2 separate regions of the Rattus norvegicus genome follow, and region 1 is linked to region 2. Evidence: chromatin contacts called from public Hi-C data. All regions are on one chromosome and are shown on one strand. Each heading gives the region's core, a stretch centred on a gene start, on an enhancer-like site or on the middle of the called end of the contact. The rest is flanking DNA. Distances are from core to core; before and after follow the strand shown. Region 1 holds the start of Cops8 (COP9 signalosome subunit 8). Region 2 holds the start of Ackr3 (atypical chemokine receptor 3).

Region 1 (4,191 bases), core at 1,450-3,949, 410 kb before region 2:
TTGCAGAGTTCCCATTCATAACAGCTCATCTGTTTCATTCTTATAAAGAGAATGGGAAAGGAAGTGAAGTAAGTCTTACTTCATTCTACCTGGCAAGACACCTTTCTCAGGTCATTTCATTTCATCTCCATCCCAAGTAAGAAAACCAACTAACAGAGTGAGTGTGATCTTAATACAGTGACTATCCATGTAAATAATGCCAGTTTACAAATAGACATCATTACAGCAAATTAAGTAGTCTGCTGAAATTCCTCAGCCCTTCAGCCACCTCCTAGACCTCACTGGCCAGTGTGAACAGACCGGTCCACACGGCAGGCCTCATAAAACCATCATTACATAAACAAGATTTCTGAACCTCCCCGTTAGAGACCTGCTGGTCTGAACCTCCCCATTAGAGAGACCAGATGGTTTGAACCTCCCCGTTAGAGAACCTGCTGGTCTGGAACCTTAATATTCACTCAACAGTGGCTTCAGTGATATACATGAGAAAGAAAAGAGGAACTGGATGCTGTCATTTAAGTAAATGCTAGTATTCTAAAAGCAACAGGGGACACTGCAGGAGTACTTACAGACTTTATAGCAGGTGGTATCCTCTTCCAAAGATATCTTGCATTATTCCTAATGTACACAAAGATCAGTTTAAGCAAGTCATCTCAGTCAATATACAGAACGATAGGACCTAATGTAAACGCACAATAGAACACCTACCAAAAGAGGCCACGGCACAACTCAGTTCTATATGAATTTGTTGAGGAAAAGCGGTTTTCCAGAAAAAAGGACATGAAATAACTTTTATTCAGGGTAATTTTTTTCATTTTTTTTGCTGAATTTTTAAAAATTAACAATTCAGATCCTAAACTACAGCAACAGATTTAAACCACGGACTTAGATACAAATGTGTCCATTTAAAGGCTCTGAGTGTCCCTCTCAATATATGTGTTATATTTTTGGAGCCATTCTCCTACTGAGTGCAAAGGGGTTGGAACAATCATAGGACACATGATCACAAAGCAGAAATAACTCATGTATGTATAATGAAGAAACTGAGCTTAGTTTCTGTAAAAAATATCACAACGGGTTGTTCGGAACCACACCAGGCCTCTATTCTCTAGCCCTCTCAAGCTTCTGCTTCCCACCCAGGAAGACTAATTCAAACATATCTAATCCTTCCTGGCTCTCCCAGTGTTCCCTGCCAGCTCCAGCTTCTTCGCTTCTACTGAGTACAAATTTGCTTTGCTTTGCTTATTTGATTTTTTGAGGCAGGATTTCTCTACGTAGTCCTGGCTGTACTAGAGCTGGATCTGCAGACCAGACCGACCTCCAACTCAGAGAGCAGCCTGCCTCGGGCTCCCAAGTGTGGGGAATTAAAGACATGCACGACCACCACACAGTCTCTGAGTAAACATAAGTTAAAAAATAAACACCATTGTTTTTATGTTCCATTGGTTCGTGATGCTAGATTCTCAAAAAAACTTACCATGTTTTTTAGGGGTATATAAAACACACACAACAACAACAAAGAAAAATCTAGCTTAATTATTCATGTGACTGAACAAGAAACAGATACAACATATTATGGTAAAGGTAACCTATCTGTTACTGCATTATCAGTGCAAAAGGCACTACTTACATGTCGTTCTGCAGCAAATACAAAGCGAGAAGCTGACCATACACTGGCGGCGTGGCGATTCCTCCAGGAGCCTACATAAACAAAGGGGGGGGGGGTGGGCACCTTATTTCCCAAAAACGTTCAGAAAAAAGAAAATTAAAACTTAAAAAGTAAGTTTTCTAGTACTACAGATGCAGACAAATGCTGAGGGAAGTACCACAGATGAAAATCTGAGCTTAGATGTTGTGAGCTGTTATTGATCCCCAGTGAGCTATCAGTTTCTTTCCATATTCACAAATATGTAATGCCATCACCTGCTGAAATTCCTCAGCCCCTCAGCCGCCTCCAGCACCTAACTGTCCAGCTGGGAACAGGCCAGTCCACACCAGCACGGCAAGCCTCATAAAACCATCATTACATGCACAAGATTTCTGAACCACCCCGTTATTGAACTAATTAGTCTCAAATTTAAAAAAAAGTAAGAAATACTTCCAACAGGTTCTTAATGCACTATTTCTCTGCCCGTTATTTTAAAAGGTTAAGTAAGATTAAAACAGAAGACTACCAACGGGTAGTTATGGAGGTCTCTGCTCAATCTTTATTCGTTCAACATGGTCTGCGGTCTGCTAAATGCTCATCGACAAGCTGCTGCTGTCCCCTTCAGTCGGTGAGCCCCCTGCTCTCCCTTTTATTTTTTGTTTTGATTTTTCGTAGCCCAAGCAGGCATCGAATTTACCAGCAATCCTCCTGCCTCCGCCTCACGTGTGCCCACGGGATTCCTGTGACACTGCACCCAGCTTATTTAGTGAACTTTTTATCTTAACATTATAAATGGAAGTGTCTCCTGATTATAGCCAGAAACTGGGGCTTGATGAACCCGGACTGTGCTCCTAGCAGGCCGCGGCCTGGCCCGTTACCCTGGAAACGGGCGCCCACCCGACCGCCGCACTTTGCCGCACTACCTCAAGCTCCTGGTTCTCGCACTGATCCAACAGCTTTCTGAAACTGAAGGCGTTGTCCGCCATCACCGCCACTGGCATCTTCCCGGCCGCTCTCGCCGCCGCCACCCCGCCTGACCAAAGCACAAGCTGGCCCTCGGGGCGTCGCGCCCTCGATGACGTAAGAAGCTGGCTCTCCGTACGCATGCGCAAATGTGTCGTCATTTCCTAAGCGACGCCGTGGCTGAGAAGCAGGGCAGCGAGCGCTCTGCCCCGCCACCTCGGTGCTCTGGAGGACCTGCTCCAGACTTGGAGGAACCGGCTTTCTAAGACAGGCCACTGTCACTGGGAGGGGCTTGGCTGCGGCTTGGATTCTCCGCCCAAGGAAGGAAGTGATAGTGGGACTGCATCTTTCACAGCCACAGTCGCCGTGGGAGAAAAGTAAAACCATTGGACCTCCACGTGTTTTGAGAACGCTGAACTGTACTTCTAAGCTAAGGTGTTAAAGAGGAAACTCTAAACCCGAAACTCTTCTTGGCTTGTGCTATACACACATCCCTTTTCTAACAATGCACTTGGCAGCCTGAGGATCTCACCTACACCTACTATTCACACACACACACACACACACACACACACACACACACACACACACACACACACACACCTCCTTTTCCGAACAACTAACACACACACACACCTCCTTTTCCGAAAATTCACCTAGCAACTGTCAGAAAACCAGGACCCCTGTCCACAACCTGTGTGGAGCTTGCAGGCACATCCTCTCCAAGTAATGGGATAAGTTTCTCCTCTCTCTACTGACCTTCAAACAGATTCTATTCACTGATACTTCAGTTATGTACAGTATGAGGGCAGGAGGTCTGATCTAACCTGAATTGGTTTTAGGTGACTGCCCAGGAAGGTAAATCATGTCTTCTAAGTGAATTTGCTAGGAGAAACTCCTATTTACCGTCTTGATTGTGCATGCTTGGGAATGCATTTGATTAAAATCAAATACATTATGGGAAGAGATATATACAATGGAAAAAGGGAGGTAACATAGCTAAAATCTTGCAATCATAACAGAGTGCAATGCCTCTTAGCAATCAGACTCCTTCTTGAACTCCATAAAAGCCCCGAACAGTAATTGGGACTCTAGTATGCTAGCTCAAGTGGCCAACTGTCACTCATGACAACGTATTTCTTTCTAATCTGTAGTATGGCTTTGCTTTTGCATAAGGTTTCCTTGCTACTTTGCATATCTGGGTGCCTGAATTTCAGTTCCGGGCATGAGAGGTAAAAACACCTAGCCCATACCCTGACCATTCCTCAGACATGGGAAGCGGATACCAACCAATGGTACGGATACCAACAACTGCCCCTTTGCTGTCTTCTTGGGCAGAACTGGAGATTGGAACACAGGCTTTGTGCATAGTTTTAACACTGAGCTGTACCTCCAGGTCTCCTTTTACTTACTGAAGACAAAGTCTTACTAAGTTGCGCAGGCTGGCCTTGAAGTTTTGGAAAAGCTCCAAGCCTAACTCTCACTTCTCTCTTTCTACCTGCCTCAGTCTCAGTAGACCCCAGCACCATGTTACCACCTGTGTATGTCTCATGCACACACACACATACACACTAGAGGTG
Region 2 (4,378 bases), core at 420-2,919:
TGTGTGTGTGTGTGTGTGTGTGTGTGTGTGTGTGTGTGTGTGTGTGTGTTTGCACTGTGCATGCCCCTTTAAAAACAAACCGGAGGCGCCCAACAAGCAGCTAGCAAGCAGCAGACTTCCCCAGCTTTTACACCTCGGCTCGCAGACAGCTCCTTCCAGCCCCTGCTGCCTCCTGGAGGCAGTGGCTGAGCTCAGCAGAGAGCAGCACACAGTGTTTACCTCTCAGACTGGGGAAAATTAGAGCAAAATGTTTCCAAACTGGAGCTTTTGCATAGCTCCGGGTAGAAACGGGAGTTTTCATTCCATCTGGGGCAAGCTCCTATTCAGATGGGAGAAAGACTGGGGCTTTATCCATTTAAAATCTGCAGCGAGCCAGGCACAAAACCCAGAACCACCCCCATTCCTCCTTTCTGGTCCTATCCATTTGAGCTCCACATTCTCCTGAACTAAATAAAGACCCACAAAGCCAGCATCTGCTCCTTCAAAGAAAAACAAAGTTTCCACACTGGTACAATGCAGACTGGGGTCTTGGGGATCCCACTGACCCGAGACACCTTTAAAAGGATGTTTGCTCCCACTCCACTTCGAAACAATTAATTAATCTTGTTTGTGAGCAAATGAATGGAGAGACAGAGAGAGAGAGAGAGAGAGAGAGAGAGAGAGAGAGAGAGAGAGAGAAAGAGAGAAAGGGGAAGAGACAGCCAGTCTGCCTTTCACAGTGCTTCATTCTCCTAGCAGTTAGCAGCCAGGAGTCTTGGCTAACCACGGATCCCCTGACCTCAGGGCAGTCCTCGCTCCCAGCCACCCAGCGAACCTTTATGCACCCTAACAAAGTCAGCAACACTCACAGTTCACTTGGAGAGCAGGTTTAAATTATAAAATACTAGACTTTTTTTAGTACCTGCTTTTTTTTTTAACCCCAGCTGAAGTTGGACAATACTTTCTAGGAGAACAATAAATACTCAAAATTAGACTAGCAAAGATACCATGAAGAGATAAGACGAAGAGTAGCTAACATTCAATTTACAACTTCCAGAATTCAGGAGCTGTGAATTAATCCATCCCCACCCCCAGAGCACGGAGTTTAAACTCATCCTAGACATAGACGGCTCAGCCCAGTTGTCTGCACCACTGGAGGATACCACTGAACACATCGTATGCCTTTCTGGAAGTTACGTTTGTGTTTTTACAGCTAGTTCTACGCACTTCCAATCTGATAACCAGAAGTAGGGGCTGGCAAATATTGGTACCAAGTTCACCCCTAAGTCAGCCTTGGGCAAGCTCCGTGGGGCATTCCATGTTCTCTGCAAAGTTTCCCTGCCTCCTGGAACTTAAGTACTGGCAGAAACAAATCAGAGTCCAGTAGCAAACAAACGCACGGAGATTTCCCTCCACAAGTGACTGAACTCGAATCCCCCAAAGCAGAAGCAGTAGCTTGCAACGCAGCCTGCAATCAGCTTTGAGCTCTCCAAACCGGACCTGCAGGCTCTGAAGCCCCCAGCTCAGGGATCTAAGAGTTCTCAGAAGTCGGGTTCGGGTAAGAACAGGAGCCCTGCCCCTTGCCGTGGTTGCTCAGCAAAGCTGTCCCAGAAGCAAGGTTTTCTTACCTCGCGGCTGCCTGGGCTGTGATTTGCCTTCCTGGCTTTGAGTGCTGCAGGCTCCTTCAGTGCTGAGCAGTTTGTAGCAACTGAGTTCTCTCCGGGCTCCGGACTTGCCTTTTATATACACTGCAGGAAAGTGCCTCTAGGTGGCAGTTTTGCAACCCTCATCTCCTCCTCCTCCCCCCCCCCCCCCCCCACCACAGCGCCGGCACGCAGGCTTGTACACGCGTACACGCCCTCCCGTAACCCTCTCTAGGTTGTTGTTTCCTGCACAAGCACATTCCTGGGAGCCCTCAAACCCCTTCCTTTGCAAAGGCTAGATCCTATTGGGGGAAATGCCCTCAGACGAAAACCCAAAAGAAGTCCTAGTACTTTCCAAAATGATCAAATATTGATCCTGTCTCAGGTATAGCTTTAATAATCCCACGAGTACCAGGAGTTCCTTTGAATGCCTGTAGCTTCAGGGAAGACTTTGTTCCCAAGACAAATTACTCTGAACTTTTGAACTTCGCTGTTGATTTGTCAAGCTTACTCTTTCTTTGTCGATGCCTCCTGAACAGAACTCACATTTTGGACAGGGAACGATTAATCCACCCTGTACGGCCATCACCCAGAAAGTGCCTTTAGGTTGGATTCTGTAGGAACTCTTACACAAAGTCCTTGAGTCCCTAGTAAGACCGCGTTCTACAGGGCTGAGCAATGCCAGTCGCTGAAAAGGTCTTGACGCAGGTGAAGTAGCAGCCCTTTATCGTCATGGTGAGCTTAGCCGACTTTTCTCGCTATCGTCATCTTTATCAAAATCTACATTCTAATCAAGATGCTCATTGTTCAGATTCCCTGTAAAAAGTGTCCCTTGCAATGCCTCACTTAGTAAAATGACCCAATCTTTTACTTTTAAAACTGTCACTGCAACGCCTCCCCAAGTGGCCCCCACCCTCCAAGAGCTGGCGGTCACTCTGCTCTCTCCCGGACTTCTGAAGAGCAAGTTACAGCGCCCAGGGTTAAGGCACTGGCTAAACGCAAAATCTCCTTCCTGCCTGCGCTAACACTTGCTCAGTCTATTTTCTAAGTTTCCTGGGAGTGACTGTTGAACACGGGAACCGGAGGACTCGGGGGTCAGAGTCTCACGTAGGCTAGAGAGCTTCGGTCTAGAGAAAAACCTTAACAAAAGAAGTGGTTTGTTTAAACAGCCTTGCACTTTACTCCTGGCGGGGCAGATCCTGAGGAGCACACCTGCTTTCCGGGCTGTAGGAGGGGTGCGCGTCTGCAAGGAGCAGTGTGAGATCTGGGTGGGGGGTCATGAAGCCTCCTGGGGTGTCTGTGACCCTCACTGCAGGGGAGAGGTCCTGAGGCCCGTGGGCGGGGTCTGTGGCCCGGAGGTGTAGTCTGTGGTCTCAAGGGTGGATCTGGGTCTGGCTAGAGGCGGGCGGTCCTTCCAGCTACAAAGACTGGTCTGTGGCCCCAAGCGGAGGGAGGTCTGAGTCAACTGGGAGGGTCTGTATGTACAGGGAGTGTCCTACAGCGTCAGGAAGGGACCTCTGAGGCCTCAGGGTCAGAAAAGGGTCTCGGGACCCAGCCAGGCCATCCTGTCCTAGGCCTTCTAGCTTTCATTCACTGGAGGCCCCGCAGGATTTGCTTCAGAGCAACCCGCCCCGTTTGGGATGCCAAAGCGCCTGCGCATCGCAGCACGCCCAGGCCTGGGGCCAAATCCTCCGCACGGAAGGCTCCCGACTGCCTTTGTCCAGAGCCCAGAGCTGCCTTGGAGCAAAGCAGAGACCTGCCCTCGTGCGGCCATCCCAGGATGTCCACAACCGGGACCGTTCTGCTTCTCACCGCGATACATAGACCAAGGCCGACCGCAGGGGACTGGACTTGCCTGTGGGAAGTGCGCTGGCTACAGCAGAGCTTTATTAATTAGACCATGCACTTGCAAAAAAGGAAGATGCAAAGGAATTTTTTTTAAAAAGCATAAAGTATGCACCCTCCCTGAGCATTGATTGTTTTGCCCCTTGCTGGACCATCCTGCCTCTAAGATTCTGGAGCCTCACCTTTTCTCAGAAACGAGGGTGAGGAGTAGGCAAGGTGGTTCGGGGATAGAGAATCCAGGAGACAGGCCTGATGGTTTTGATCTTGAGTTGCATCCCCAGGACCCAAATGTCGGAAAGAGAGAACCAATTCCCCCACTGAGAGAGCGGCTGCGGCCGGGGGGGGGGGGGGAGTGGGGGGAGGAGAAAATTATCAAGGGGCTCCAGAAAAGATTTACTTGGTAAGGTTAAGTATACTGGGCTGAGATACAGCATAAAATCCTATGTAATGTCTCCCTCCTTTGGCCAGGAGCCTGCCTCGTGACCCACACAGGAGAAGACAAATTCAGGACACGGATTCCTTGATGCTACAGGCCTAGGGGCCTGAGTGAGAAGGGTCAGGTATCTCCCAGTCAGCTCCACCCAACTTCCCTTTCCACACACCTAGACTCTGAAGCTAGACCCATCCAGCAGCCGTCCCCTCTGGAGCTGTTCTCCTGTTAGCATGCCATCCCCTCCTGCCTGAATCCCACCCACCCACTCAACACACCCCTGAAGGTCCAGGACTGGGTCCTGCTCCCAGCCTTCAGAGAAGAGCGGAATAGAAATGTTGAGTTACTGTGAATATGTGTGAAGGACTTCTAGCCGTTGGCCTGGAGACAAAGCATTGCAATGTCCTTGTGCTACAACCCAGGAAGAGGTGTCACCCTCCAGTAGCCAGGCAGGACAGGAATGCTTCCTGCTGGACAGTAC

What was found. Hi-C and Micro-C count contacts between places; a contact is called where the count stands out from the background.
Region 1: a contact with region 2 is called in a Hi-C map of Schwann cells, with 5 times the contacts expected there. The contact joins the promoter of Cops8 here to the promoter of Ackr3 in region 2. A contact is called at or near these places in 8 of 12 Hi-C or Micro-C datasets (the A7r5 cell line, the Rat2 cell line, Schwann cells and 4 more) and 1 of 1 datasets of contacts at active chromatin or transcription factors (oligodendrocytes).

Annotation. Positions count from the first base shown.
Region 1 is chr9:98,653,539-98,657,729 of GRCr8, reverse strand. It overlaps Cops8 (COP9 signalosome subunit 8), which reads right to left and starts at 2,699. Exons shown (of 8, transcript NM_001013227.2): 1 at 2,572-2,699; 2 at 1,631-1,701; 3 at 570-618. The coding sequence starts at 2,649.
Region 2 is chr9:98,244,645-98,249,022 of GRCr8, reverse strand. Ackr3 (atypical chemokine receptor 3) reads right to left here and starts at 1,669. Exons shown (of 2, transcript NM_053352.2): 1 at 1,608-1,669.